Regions from separate parts of the Pan troglodytes genome. Here all the other regions are linked to region 3. The links are chromatin contacts, called in public Hi-C maps. All regions are on one chromosome and are shown on one strand. The core of a region is the stretch at or near the end of the contact, and the rest is flanking DNA. Distances in the headings are between cores, read along the strand shown.

Evidence for each region. A called contact is a pair of places that touch in the nucleus more often than the background predicts.
Region 1: a Hi-C map of stem cell-derived neural progenitor cells shows a contact between it and region 3, with 4 times the contacts expected there. The contact joins the promoter of SLC2A4 here to the promoter of SLC16A11 in region 3. A contact is called at or near these places in 1 of 7 Hi-C or Micro-C datasets (stem cell-derived neural progenitor cells) and 1 of 1 datasets of contacts at active chromatin or transcription factors (stem cell-derived excitatory neurons).
Region 2: a contact with region 3 is called in a Hi-C map of stem cell-derived neural progenitor cells, with 9 times the contacts expected there. The contact joins the promoter of ASGR1 here to the promoter of SLC16A11 in region 3. A contact is called at or near these places in 3 of 7 Hi-C or Micro-C datasets (induced pluripotent stem cells and stem cell-derived neural progenitor cells), 1 of 1 datasets of contacts at active chromatin or transcription factors (stem cell-derived excitatory neurons) and 1 of 1 other capture datasets (stem cell-derived neural stem cells).

The regions. Positions count from the first base shown.
Region 1 is chr19:17,791,071-17,794,850 of NHGRI_mPanTro3-v2.0_pri, forward strand. It overlaps SLC2A4 (solute carrier family 2 member 4), which reads left to right and starts at 1,433. Exons shown (of 11, transcript XM_024350204.3): 1 at 1,433-1,746; 2 at 3,024-3,140; 3 at 3,252-3,424; 4 at 3,517-3,641; 5 at 3,753-3,780. The coding sequence starts at 1,714.
Region 2 is chr19:17,686,877-17,690,878 of NHGRI_mPanTro3-v2.0_pri, forward strand. It overlaps ASGR1 (asialoglycoprotein receptor 1), which reads right to left and starts at 2,647. Exons shown (of 8, transcript XM_016931396.4): 1 at 2,470-2,647; 2 at 1,789-1,883; 3 at 275-370; 4 at 124-195. The coding sequence starts at 1,858.
Region 3 is chr19:17,553,546-17,557,119 of NHGRI_mPanTro3-v2.0_pri, forward strand. It overlaps SLC16A11 (solute carrier family 16 member 11), which reads right to left and starts at 1,544. Exons shown (of 5, transcript XM_009431718.5): 1 at 1,230-1,544; 2 at 767-974; 3 at 385-528; 4 at 1-218. The coding sequence starts at 968.

The DNA.
Region 1 (3,780 bases), core at 183-2,682, 240 kb after region 3:
GAACTTGGCAATTGGGGCAACACAGACAGTGACTTCTTGCTTGAGAGATGAGATTGGACCTTGGAAAATTGTTCTCTGCCCTCGTCATAAAGGAAATAAGAGGAGCAGGAAGACCAGTGAGGGTGATGGTGATCTGGACTGAAGTGGCAGCCGCCACGGAGAATATCGGATGAATGCGAGAGAGTTTTGGAGGTTAAAGCACCAATGTTGGAAACTAACTGGATAAACGAGGAGAGCGGCGCAGGACAGGAGGAATCGAGCATGACTTCTACCATAGGGGTGACTGGGCGGGTAATTCATTGAAATAAGGAAGTTAGGAGGAGGAGCAGGTTTGGACATGCTGATCACTAGAGCTGCCACATCCGGGCGGTAACGAACACCTGGATCTGCAGCTCCAGAGAAGGGCCTGGGTTAGATGTCACTGAAGCCTTAGGGTGGCGGAAAGGCGAGAGATAGTGGGTTGAGATTCCAAGTGCAATCCACTGCGGCTCCTCGCTCTCCCTCCAGGTGGCAGCACAACCCTGCGCTTCCGAAGCCCGTTTTCTGAGCCAGACACTCGCCACGCTCTGGGTATTTCGGGTTCTCTCTCCCCACACGCCGACCCTAGGTCGCGCACTTTCTGCCTGGCAGAATTTGGCCGAGGATCCAAACCCGGAGCAGCCTCCAGAGAGCGTGTCGTTCACGCGGCCAGCATATGCTCAGAGACCTCAGAGGCTCAGAGACCTCAGGGCTGGTGGTGTGGTTGGTGTGACCACTTGTCCCTCGGACCGGCTCCAGGAACCAACCTGGGGAATGTGTGTAGGGGAAGGGCGGGATAGACAGTGCCCGGAGCAGGGAGGCACTGAAAGACAGGACCAAGCAGCCCGGCCACCAGACCCGTTGTGGGAACGGAATTTCCTGGCCCCCAGGGCCACACTCGCGTGGGAAGCATGTCGCGGACCCTTTAAGGCGTCATCTCCCTGTCTCTCCGCCCCCGCCTGGGACAGGCCGGGACGCCCGGGACCTGACATTTGGAGGCTCCCAACGTGGGAGCTAAAAATAGCAGCCCCGGGTTACTTTGGGGCATTGCTCCTCTCCCAACCCGCGCGCCGGCTCGCGAGCGGTCTCAGGCCGCTGGAGTTTCCCCGGGGCAAGTACACCTGGCCCGTCCTCTCCTCTCAGACCCCACTGTCCAGACCCGCAGAGTTTAAGATGCTTCTGCAGCCCGGGATCCTAGCTGGTGGGCGGAGTCCCAACACGTGGGTGGGCGGGGCCTTTTGTTCCAGGGACTCTTTTCTCAAAACTTCCCAGTCGGAGGCTGGCGGGAACCCGAGAGGCGTGTCTCGCCAGCCACGCGGAGGGGCGTGGCCTCACTGCCCCGCCCCACCAACTCCAGCCAAACTCTAAACCCCAGGCGGAGGGGGCGTGGCCTTCTGGGGTGTGCGGGCTCCTGGCCAATGGGTGCTGTGAAGGGCGTGGCCCGCGGGGGCAGGAGCGAGGTGGCGGGGGCTCCTCGCGTCTTTTCCCCCAGCCCCGCTCCACCAGATCCGCGGGAGCCCCACTGCTCTCTGGGTCCTTGGCTTGTGGCTGTGGGTCCCATCGGGCCCGCCCTCGCACGTCACTCCGGGACCCCCGCGGCCTCCGCAGGTTCTGCGCGCCAGGCCGGGGTCAGAGACTCCCGGATCGGTTCTTTCATCTTCGCCGCCCCTGCGCGTCCAGCTCTTCTAAGACGAGATGCCGTCGGGCTTCCAACAGATAGGCTCCGAAGTAGGATTCATCATGAGGGGGCGGGGCGGGGGGGCACGGGTCCCGCTTTTCTTGGGCTGGGGTCGCGGTTGGGGTCAGCTGGGGGTGGTTCCTGCGCAGGCGCAGGGGGTGAAGGTAGGGGGCTGGCTATTTATACCCGGCCTGGACAACTCGTGACTGTGAGATTCCAATTCTACCAAAAGGCAGAGCGGGTCTGGAGGGCCTTTCGGGGCACAGGCAGCAAGTGGATTCTGCGAGCCAGGGTTCACCCCCTTGCCTAGTAGGCGGCGCGGCGCTCCGGAATCGGGGACACCCTGCCCTCGATCCGACTCGGGAAAGCAGATCCAGGCGGGTCTTGCCCTCCGGGAGCTGTCCGTCCGTCTTCGCTCACGGGCAGTGTTTCGAGGACCGGAGGCTCTCCGTGGGCCCCCACCCCCACTCCTGGCCGCCCTCCAGGACGCTGAACTTTCCCTTGGCCCCATGGTTGGTGGAGGGGCAGAGGGGACTGTCAGCCCCCCCTCCCCCAGCTCAGGTTTCCGCTTGGAGACATTCTGTGCCGCCAGCGAGCGGCCACCACTGCCACCGCCCCTCACACCACCTTCCTGCCCTCCTCCCCTGGGCATGGCTCTCCCAGGCAGAACCCCTGGACCGCCCTCCCTGCACGGAGGTTAGAGGGGGAGGGCAGGCCACGACGTAGATAGAGAAGGCCACCCCTAGATGACCGGGATGTCCTTTCTGGAACAGCACTTCTTGGTCCTGTTGGGGGCCTCCTGGAGCTGGCTGACAGAACCCCCAGAGGGGAGGGAAGAGGACAGTGGCTGATGATAATAATGCACGTGTTAATTTATGAAACCAGCACTGTCAAGGATATTGTTAACATGTGATGTTGATTTTCACAACACTCTCACAGATAGGTAGGCAAGGCAGGCAACATCACCCCCATCTCACAGAGGACACTCAGGTTCGGGGCAGGGAAGTGACTTGGCCAAGGTCACACAAATCTGAGCTCTTAAGGCCAAGCCTGTCTCAAGGTCACAGAAGAATTTTGAGACAAGTTCTCAAACATTTCTCTGCCTTATGGACTCAAACATCCAGTTTCTCCTTTATGCCCAGGTTGCAGTTCAGCTCCTGTTTACATTGAGATCTTTGTGCAATTCCTAATATGGCCCAGTTTCCCTCACCCAACATGTTGGGTGGAGCCCAGTATCTTCAGGCTCCAGCTGGGCCCGGGCCCCTAGCGGAAGGAAAAAAATCATGGTTCCATGTGACATGCTGTGTCTTTGCGTCTGCCTGTCCAGGATGGGGAACCCCCTCAGCAGCGAGTGACTGGGACCCTGGTCCTTGCTGTGTTCTCTGCGGTGCTTGGCTCCCTGCAGTTTGGGTACAACATTGGGGTCATCAATGCCCCTCAGAAGGTGAGGGCCTGCAGCTGGCAGGGTGGGGGTACCCAAACGAGGAGGACAGGTGTCTCGGGGGTGGTGGAAAGGGAACGGTCTGCAGGAAATCTGTCCTCTGCTGTCCCCCAGGTGATTGAACAGAGCTACAATGAGACGTGGCTGGGGAGGCAGGGGCCTGAGGGACCCAGCTCCATCCCTCCAGGCACCCTCACCACCCTCTGGGCCCTCTCCGTGGCCATCTTTTCCGTGGGCGGCATGATTTCCTCCTTCCTCATTGGTATCATCTCTCAGTGGCTTGGAAGGTTCGCAGCTGGAGGGCAGGGGTGGGGGAAACAGGAAGGGAGCCACTGCTGGGTGCCCTCACCCTCACAGCCTCACTCTGTCTGCCTGCCAGGAAAAGGGCCATGCTGGTCAACAATGTCCTGGCGGTGCTGGGGGGCAGCCTCATGGGCCTGGCCAACGCTGCTGCCTCCTATGAAATGCTCATCCTTGGACGATTCCTCATTGGCGCCTACTCAGGTACTCACGGGCGCCACAGCCCTGCCTAGCGCCCTGTTCTCTTTCACCATGCCTGGGCTTTCAGATGGGAATGGACACCTGCCCTCAGCCCTCTCTTCTTCCCTCGCCCAGGGCTGACATCAGGGCTGGTGCCCATGTA
Region 2 (4,002 bases), core at 1,397-3,896, 130 kb after region 3:
CACACAGACTCACACACACTCCCTCTCATTCTCACACACATCCACACACACTCACACTCTTTCTCACACACATCCACACACACTCTCACTCTCTTTCACACACACACACACTCCCTCTCTGACCTTCACTCAGGTCCTTCTGCTGTTTCTCCAGCTGGGACTCTAGCGACTTCATCTTTCTTCCCACATTGCCTCCTGCGGGAGAGGCTCGCTCAGCGTTCCCGACAGCCCCCCAGCCCCAGCCCCAGCCCCAGCCCCGCCCCAGCGCCCTCACCCTGGGTGCTCAAGCCCTTGACCTGGGCCTCCGTGCTCGCTGTGAAGTTGCTGAACGTCTCTCTCAGGCCCCGCAGCTCCTCCTGCAGCTGGGAGTCTGGCCAGGAGAGCGTGCAGAGAGAAGAAAACGGGATCGCTGTGTCCGCCACCACTGCACCCACCACTCCCTTGCCACGGTCCCCCGTCAACACCCCCCAATGTTGCCCCCTTCCCTGCCCACCCCTGGGGCACCCACTTTGGGATCCGATCACACAGACAACCACAAGCAGCAGGAGGCTGAGGCCCAGGGAGAGCAGGAGGAGGCGAGGTCCGGAGCAGAGACGCTGCAGGAGGGGCTGGGGAGGAGGTGGCCCTGCAAGAGGAGGGGGTGTCAGGAGCGCGGGGACAGAGGGGACCCTGGCACAGCTCCAGGGTCCTAGAATGGTAGCAAGCTAAGGCGGCCCTAGTAGTCTAGGAGGAACCATGTACATGAAGAAATGTGGGCGGTGGGCGACCCTGCAGGGCCAGAGGCAACTGGAAATCGGGGAGAAAAGAGGGCTGGGGAAGGGGGCTAAGCGCTGAGCCGCCCCATCCCACCGAGGCCCTGAGCTTTTGCTGACACCTAATGGCATGACTGCGTCACTGCAGCCAATCCAGGAACCTCAGCCCACCCCCTCCTCCCGCGCCTTGAAACGCAATTGAGTGGCCCCGCGCCTCGGAGTCGCTGCTTCCCTTGAAAGTGGGGAAAGAAGGAAGGTTTCTCTGTCCATGAATTCCACTCGTCTTTGGCTGCGTGCAGGGAGAGAAGGTGCAATAGCTACCATTCAGGCCCTCAAGTCTTCCACCCAGCAGGGGGAAGAGACACGTTAGCCCTGTCCCCTGAGAGCTGGAGGGTTGGGGGGGCCTCCCTGCCGGGTCTCCTCCGCTGCGGACCCTCCCTTCCGTCAAAGCGCGCTGCGCCCCATCCCCCACGAACTTCATCCTTGCTCAGCCTAAACAATTCCCTGCTCGGAGGACAAAGAAATGGGTCAAGGGGAATTTGTTTTTGAAGCAAGAGAGTCTCGTTCTCCCTCAGGTCAGAGATCCCTCATCCCCCCCCCTCACAGAATCCTCAGACCCTTCATAGAAACCTTTCCCCCCTTCACCAAACTGATCACTGACACACACACGCACACGCACGCACGACCGGGGTCCCTGGGTGGTGTTGGAAGGGGAAAGGAAGAGGGGGCCTGACTTCGTCATAGGAAGCCGACAGTGACATCTCTCCAGCTTCCAGCTGTTCCCACACCCCCGGGTCCACCTCCGAGGGCCAGGAGGCACAGGAAAGCTTTGGGCACCTGTCACCAATAAAGGGACTCCAACCCCACACTCTGCCCCTCTCCTGAGAGAAGCAGCTCCGACACCTTTCCCAGTGTTGGGGGAGGGAGACAGACCCAGAGAGAGAGCCAGGCTCATGGGCAAGAGTAGGAGCTGTGGCTGGAGGGTGGAGAACCGCCAAATTCTCGCCTTGCAGAGGCAGGGCAAGGTGGCCCTCACCTTTTCTGAGCTGATGGTGGTCACTCTCCTCATTGTCCAGATGCTGAAGGTCTTGATACTCCTTGGTCATGATAGGGCTGGCGCTGGACCTGGGACTGAGTCAAGACTGAGGCTGGGGCTGAGGTGGGGGCTCACCAGGACTAGAGTGGGAATGAGGGGCCCATCTCTTTACTCCCATCTGATTGACAGCTCCATCATGGAGACCTTTCTTCTTTCTTTCCTTTTCTTTTTTTTTTTTTTTTTTTTTTGAGAGGGAGTCTCGCTCTGTCCCCAGGCTGGAGTGCAGTGGCATGATCTCAGCTTACTGCAACCTCTGCCTCCCGGGTTCAAGAGGTTCTCCTGCCTCAGCCTCTGAAGTAGCTGGGACAACAGGTGCACGCCACCACGCCTGGCTACTTTTTTGTATTTTAGTAGAGACGGGGTTTCACCGTGTTGCCCAGGCTTGTCTCAAACTCCTGAGCTCAGGCAATCCACCCACCCCAGCCTCCCAACGTGCTGGGATTACAGGCGTGGGCCACCGCGCCCCACCGGGATCTTTCTTCTTTCCTCCATCCCCTTCCAGGCCTGACATCCAGAATCCATCCTTGATGTTTCCCACCCAGCACCCCCCAACACATCCTGGGTTCCCTCCACACCCCTGCACCCCCAGCCAGCCTCCCACCACCTCTCTTCCCATTTTACTTGCTCAGGGTCTCAGGGTCTGACTCCCAGGTTCTTCAGTGCTGTGCAGATGCCGAACTAAGGAGGGGGGCTGAAGCTTGGAGAATGGGGGTGGGTGGACAGCCGTGGACAATGGGAGGGGAGCGGGCAGGGTCCATAGGAGGGCCCTGGGCCCCGGTGTCTCTGTGCGTGTCTATGTGTCCAAGCACGCCAAACGTGGCATCTCCAGTGCCCGGGACTTTGGACAGTAAACAGAGGTGGAAATGGATTGGAACTTAGGGGAGTGTGGGGGTGGGAGTGGGGGATGGGTTGCCTCTGCTCTGCTCCCCAGGGAGGAGAATTGTGTTGCCCCCACACATGCCAGTCACCTCACTCTTCCGTGCACCGTTTGGGAGGGGTGCCAGGCCAGGAGGGGCTGGGGTGGGATTTGCCATATCCCCCCTCCCTCCCCGTTTCGCTTCCTGCCTCTAAATTCCCCAGAACTATTGGTGTCTCCAAATATCCCTGAACAGGATCAGAGGGACCGGTCCTCTGCTCTTGCCCAATCCAGACCTGTGACCCTGGCACCTGAGCCGCAGGCCCCAGTTTCCTGTGGGGCTGAGCCCCAGGCTTCCCAGCTCTGGCCTGACTTGCTTCCCTCTCCTGGGGAGTAAAGTCCTCCAAGCAGCATGAGGGCCAGCTTGGTTCCAGGAAAGGCAGGAGAGCCTCCGCTGGGACTGGTGCCAGCAAACCTCCACTCACTACTACTGTGTGCCTCAGGTCACTGCGTTCATGAACTTCTCTCATTATCCCCAGAGCACATCCCATTTCACAGATGAGAAAGCTAAGGCCCTACAAGGTAAGAGCTTGCCCAGGGTCATGCTGCAAGGAAGCAGCAAAGGGTAGACTAGAACCTGGGCAGCCTGACTCCAGGCACTGCGTTCGGGCCCCAGAACCACACCCATCACACAGAGCCAGGATCCCATCCGGTTGACACAGCTGGGCTCCAGTGTCCCAGAGATGCTAAACCATGGTCCCTCACAGCCCCACGGGGCTTCAGAGAGAGCCATGTGAATTTGAATTATGCTCACTTGGAAATCAGGCAATATTAAAGATAAGTCTCGGCTGGGTGCAGTGGCTTACGCCTGTAATCCCAGCACTGTGGGAGGCCGAGGCGGGCGGATCACCTGAGGTCAGGAGTTCAAGACCAGCCTGACCAACATGATGAAGCCCCGTCTCTACTAAAAATAAAAAAATTAGCAGGGCATGGTGGTGCAGCCTGTAATCCCAGCTACTCAGGAGGCTGAGACAGGAGAATCGCTTAAACCCAGGAGGTGGAGGTTGCAGTGAGCCAAGATTATGCCACTGCACTCCAGCCTGGTGACAGAGCAAGACTCCATCTCAAAAAAAAATAATAATAATAATAATAAGTCTCAGCTGGGTACAGTGGCTCATGCCTGTAATCTCAGCACTGTGGGAGGCCGAGGTGGGCAGATCATCTGAGGTCAGGAGTTCGAGACCAGCCTGACCAACATGGTGAAACCTCGTCTCTACTAAAAATATAAAAATTAGCCA
Region 3 (3,574 bases), core at 294-2,793:
GGCGCCACAGGGGGTGAGGTGGAGGGTGATCGCGCCGAGGAGGAGCAGAGCGCCCCGCCAGCCGAAAGTATCGAGGAGAAGCTGCAAGGCGGGCGCCAGGAGCAGCGAGGAGGCCCCGTTGCCGGTGAGCGCCAGCCCCACCGCCAAGACTCGACGGCGGGAGAAGTAACGCGAGAGGGTGCCTAGGGCGGGGGCGAACACCAGGGCCCAACCAAAGCCTGCGAATGAATAGGAGGGGATGGGGGCCGGCACTGGGGACGCCCGCCCCAGCATTCCCAGCCCGGCTCTCCGCACCAGGCCCCCGCCTCCTTCGCTACCCCAGATCCCAACAAGCTCCTGTCACCTCCTTCACCCTGAATGACCGGGGCATCCCACTTCCCTCACCAGCGAGGAGGCCCAGGCCGAGGTAGAGATGCAGCAGACCGCGGGCGAAAGCCGAGAAGACGAAGCCCAGCGAGGCGAGGACGCCCCCAACCATCACCACGGGGCGGGCCCCCCAGCGCGTGCTCAGGGCGCTGCCCACGGGGCCTGAAAGGGGGCGGAGTCAACGGAAGACACGCCCCCGGGCCCCCAAACTCTCTCCAACACTTCTCATTGGCTGTTTGCCTCCCTCGAACTAATGGTTCTTCTCCTTGACCTCAAGATGCACTCTTTTCTAGAGCCGGTTGCCCTTTCTCAGGTTGTCGGGTAATCAGGTGGGTCTCCCATCCCTCCACTCACGGCTCCTCCTCCCCGTTCCTGTCTCCCGCCTCAGGGCCCCCCTCACTGGCTGCCTGCTGCACGGCCAGGGCCAGGGCGCTGATCCACGCAGTGTCCTGGGCGCTTCGGTCAAAGTGCTCGGCAAGGTCAGGGAAGGCAAGGCCCAGCGAGCGCAGCAGCCCGTAGGACAGCCCGTTTATCGCGAAGGCTGCGGCCGCCACCACCCAGCCCCAGCCCCCATCCGGGGGTCCGGCGGGCTGGGGGGTCATCGCCGTCTGCGGGGTGGGGAAACATCTATGAGAGAAGCCTCCACGCCTGTGCTTCCGCTGGGGAGCCGGCATCCCTGAGATCCAGCCTCTGGCTGCTCGCCCGGGGTGGGCCCGTCACTCCGAGCGCGATGGCGCGGGGCGGAGGGAGCCGGAGCCTGGCCTAGGGCTGGAACTCCCGGGTCCGCGCGAGATACGGGGACGGGGACAGCCAGATCCCCAGGCCCGAGGTTCCCCGTCCCACGCACACTCCTTCCCCCTTACCCGACCTCTCCGGGCGGTGCGGGGAGGGGAAGGGCGAGGAAGGGCTGGGCCCGGCTTTCTCTCTGCCTCCCAGGCGGGCGGGGGCCCCGAAGGGGAGCGAGGGCAGCGATGGAGCCCAACTTGGACGGGCTCTCTCGGTAAACAGAGATCACCACAGGGGCCCGAGCCACCTGGGACGCGGGGTGTACGGAGGGCGGGGGCGAGCTGAAACAGCCAATCCGCCAAGCCGCGCGTGAGGCCAGACGCCAGTCCCACGGGGATTGAATTATGTACACACACAACCCCCAGGCCCGGCGGGGGGAGCGGCGAGAAATGAATGCGGAGGGGCCCTGCCCTACTCACGCCCATGCACCTGCCGCCTGCTGCGCGCAGGGGAGACACGTGGATTGCAAACCCCAGCGAGCCCAGGGTCCACCGCCAACGCATGGAAATAGGGATGGTCCCCAAAACCTGAGGGGATGAGTAGTTTTGTTCTCAGGAACGTTGCCGAGGACCAGGTAAATCTCGGATATCAATCAGATCACAGACCTCCACCAAGTGCCAGCTCTGTGCTTAGAATAACAGACCCCCAGGCCGGGCGCGGTGCAAGCCTGTAATCCCAGCACTTTGGGAGGCCGATGTGGGTGAATCACCTGAGGTCAGGAGTTCGAGGCCAGCCTGACCAACATGGCGAAACACCATATCTACTAAAAATACAAAAAAAATTAGCCGGGCATGGTGGCGGGCGCCTGTAGTCCCAGCTACTTGGGAGGCTGAGGCAGGGGAATCGCTTGAACCCGGGAGGCAGAAGTTGCAGTGAGCCAAGATCATGCCACTGCACTCCAGCCTGGGTGACAGAGACTCTGTCTCAAAAATAAATAAATAAACAAAAATAAAATAAATAAAATAAAATAACAGGTCCTCAAGGACAGAGGGATGAAACAGGACTCCTTCAATGTGAAGACCTGCAGTGTACCAGGCACTGTTTACACATGCTATCACTTCATCTTATGATAACCCTATGAAGAAGGTGTCGCTTTTTTTTTTTTTAGATGGAGTTTCACTCTGTAGCCCAGGCTGGAGTACAGTGGCGATATCTCGGCTCACTGCAACCTCTGCCTCCTAAGTTCAAGCCATTCTCCTGCCTCAGCCTCCTGAGTAGCTGGGATTACGGGCACCTGCCACCACTCCCAGCTAATTTTTGTATTTTTTAGTAGAGATGGGGTTTCGCCATGTTGGCCAGGCTGGTCTGGAACTCCTGACCTCAGATGATCCGCCCACCTCGGCCTCCCAAAGTGCTGGGATTACAGGAGTGAGCCACCGCGCCCAGCCGATGTCGTGCCTCTTTTATAGATGCAGTAACTGAAGCTCACAGGGAAAAAATAGTATGAATATTTGAATTTAGGTCTGTCCAACTGTGGACCTACAAGGAGAACAATCCCAGGACTGAAACAAAATCTGGCACAGTTAAGGGAAAGATCCTGGATACAGCTTGATGCAAACTGCCCTGGAAAGGGTGGAACCATTGCAGGGACAGAAAACTTATGAGTCTTAAATAAGGGGTCACTGGGAATAGAAAGGGTTCTTGAGATCAGAATCTCTAAACACTTAGGTTAGAATTTTATTTTTTATTTTTTATGTATGTATGTATGTATGTATGTGTGTATTTATTTATAGAGACAGGGTCTTGTCCAGGCTGAAGTGTAGTACTGCCATTATGGCTCACTGCAGCCTCCACCTCCCAGGCTCAAGCAATACTCCACCTCAGCCTCCCGAGTAGCTAGGACTACAGGCTCCACACCACCATGCCTGGCTAAATTTGTTCATTTTTTTTTGCAGAGAGGGGGTCACAGCATGTTGCACAGGCTGGTCTCAAGCTCCTGGACTTAAGCAATCCTTCCACCTCGGACTCCCAAAGTGCTGGGATTACAGTCTACCATGCCTGGCCAGGTTACAATTTTAAAAGCAAAGTAAAAAATCAGGTCATTGAACCCAGGTATTGATTTTTTGAAAAACTTTATAGAAAATGTCCTTTTTTGACAGGTTGACATTCTTTACCTCAGCTGTTTGAATTCAGAGATGTGTTCTTTGGTTTAATTATTAAACAATATGATAGAACATTCAGCAACTTAAGTTTGGAGCATGCATCCATTGAGCCACATGATGGCAGTGTTTCCTAATTATTGGGAAAGAATCTGCACGTAAAGACAAGAAAAACAGCTTCTTAAGGAGCAAAACTGTAAACATAAAAGACACAGCATGACTATAGGCAATGGCTCTCCATTGCCTATAGACGGGAAAAATTACATTTCTCTATTTGTACAGGCCTTTTACAATAATCAAAGGTAGACCTAGGTTACCGTTCC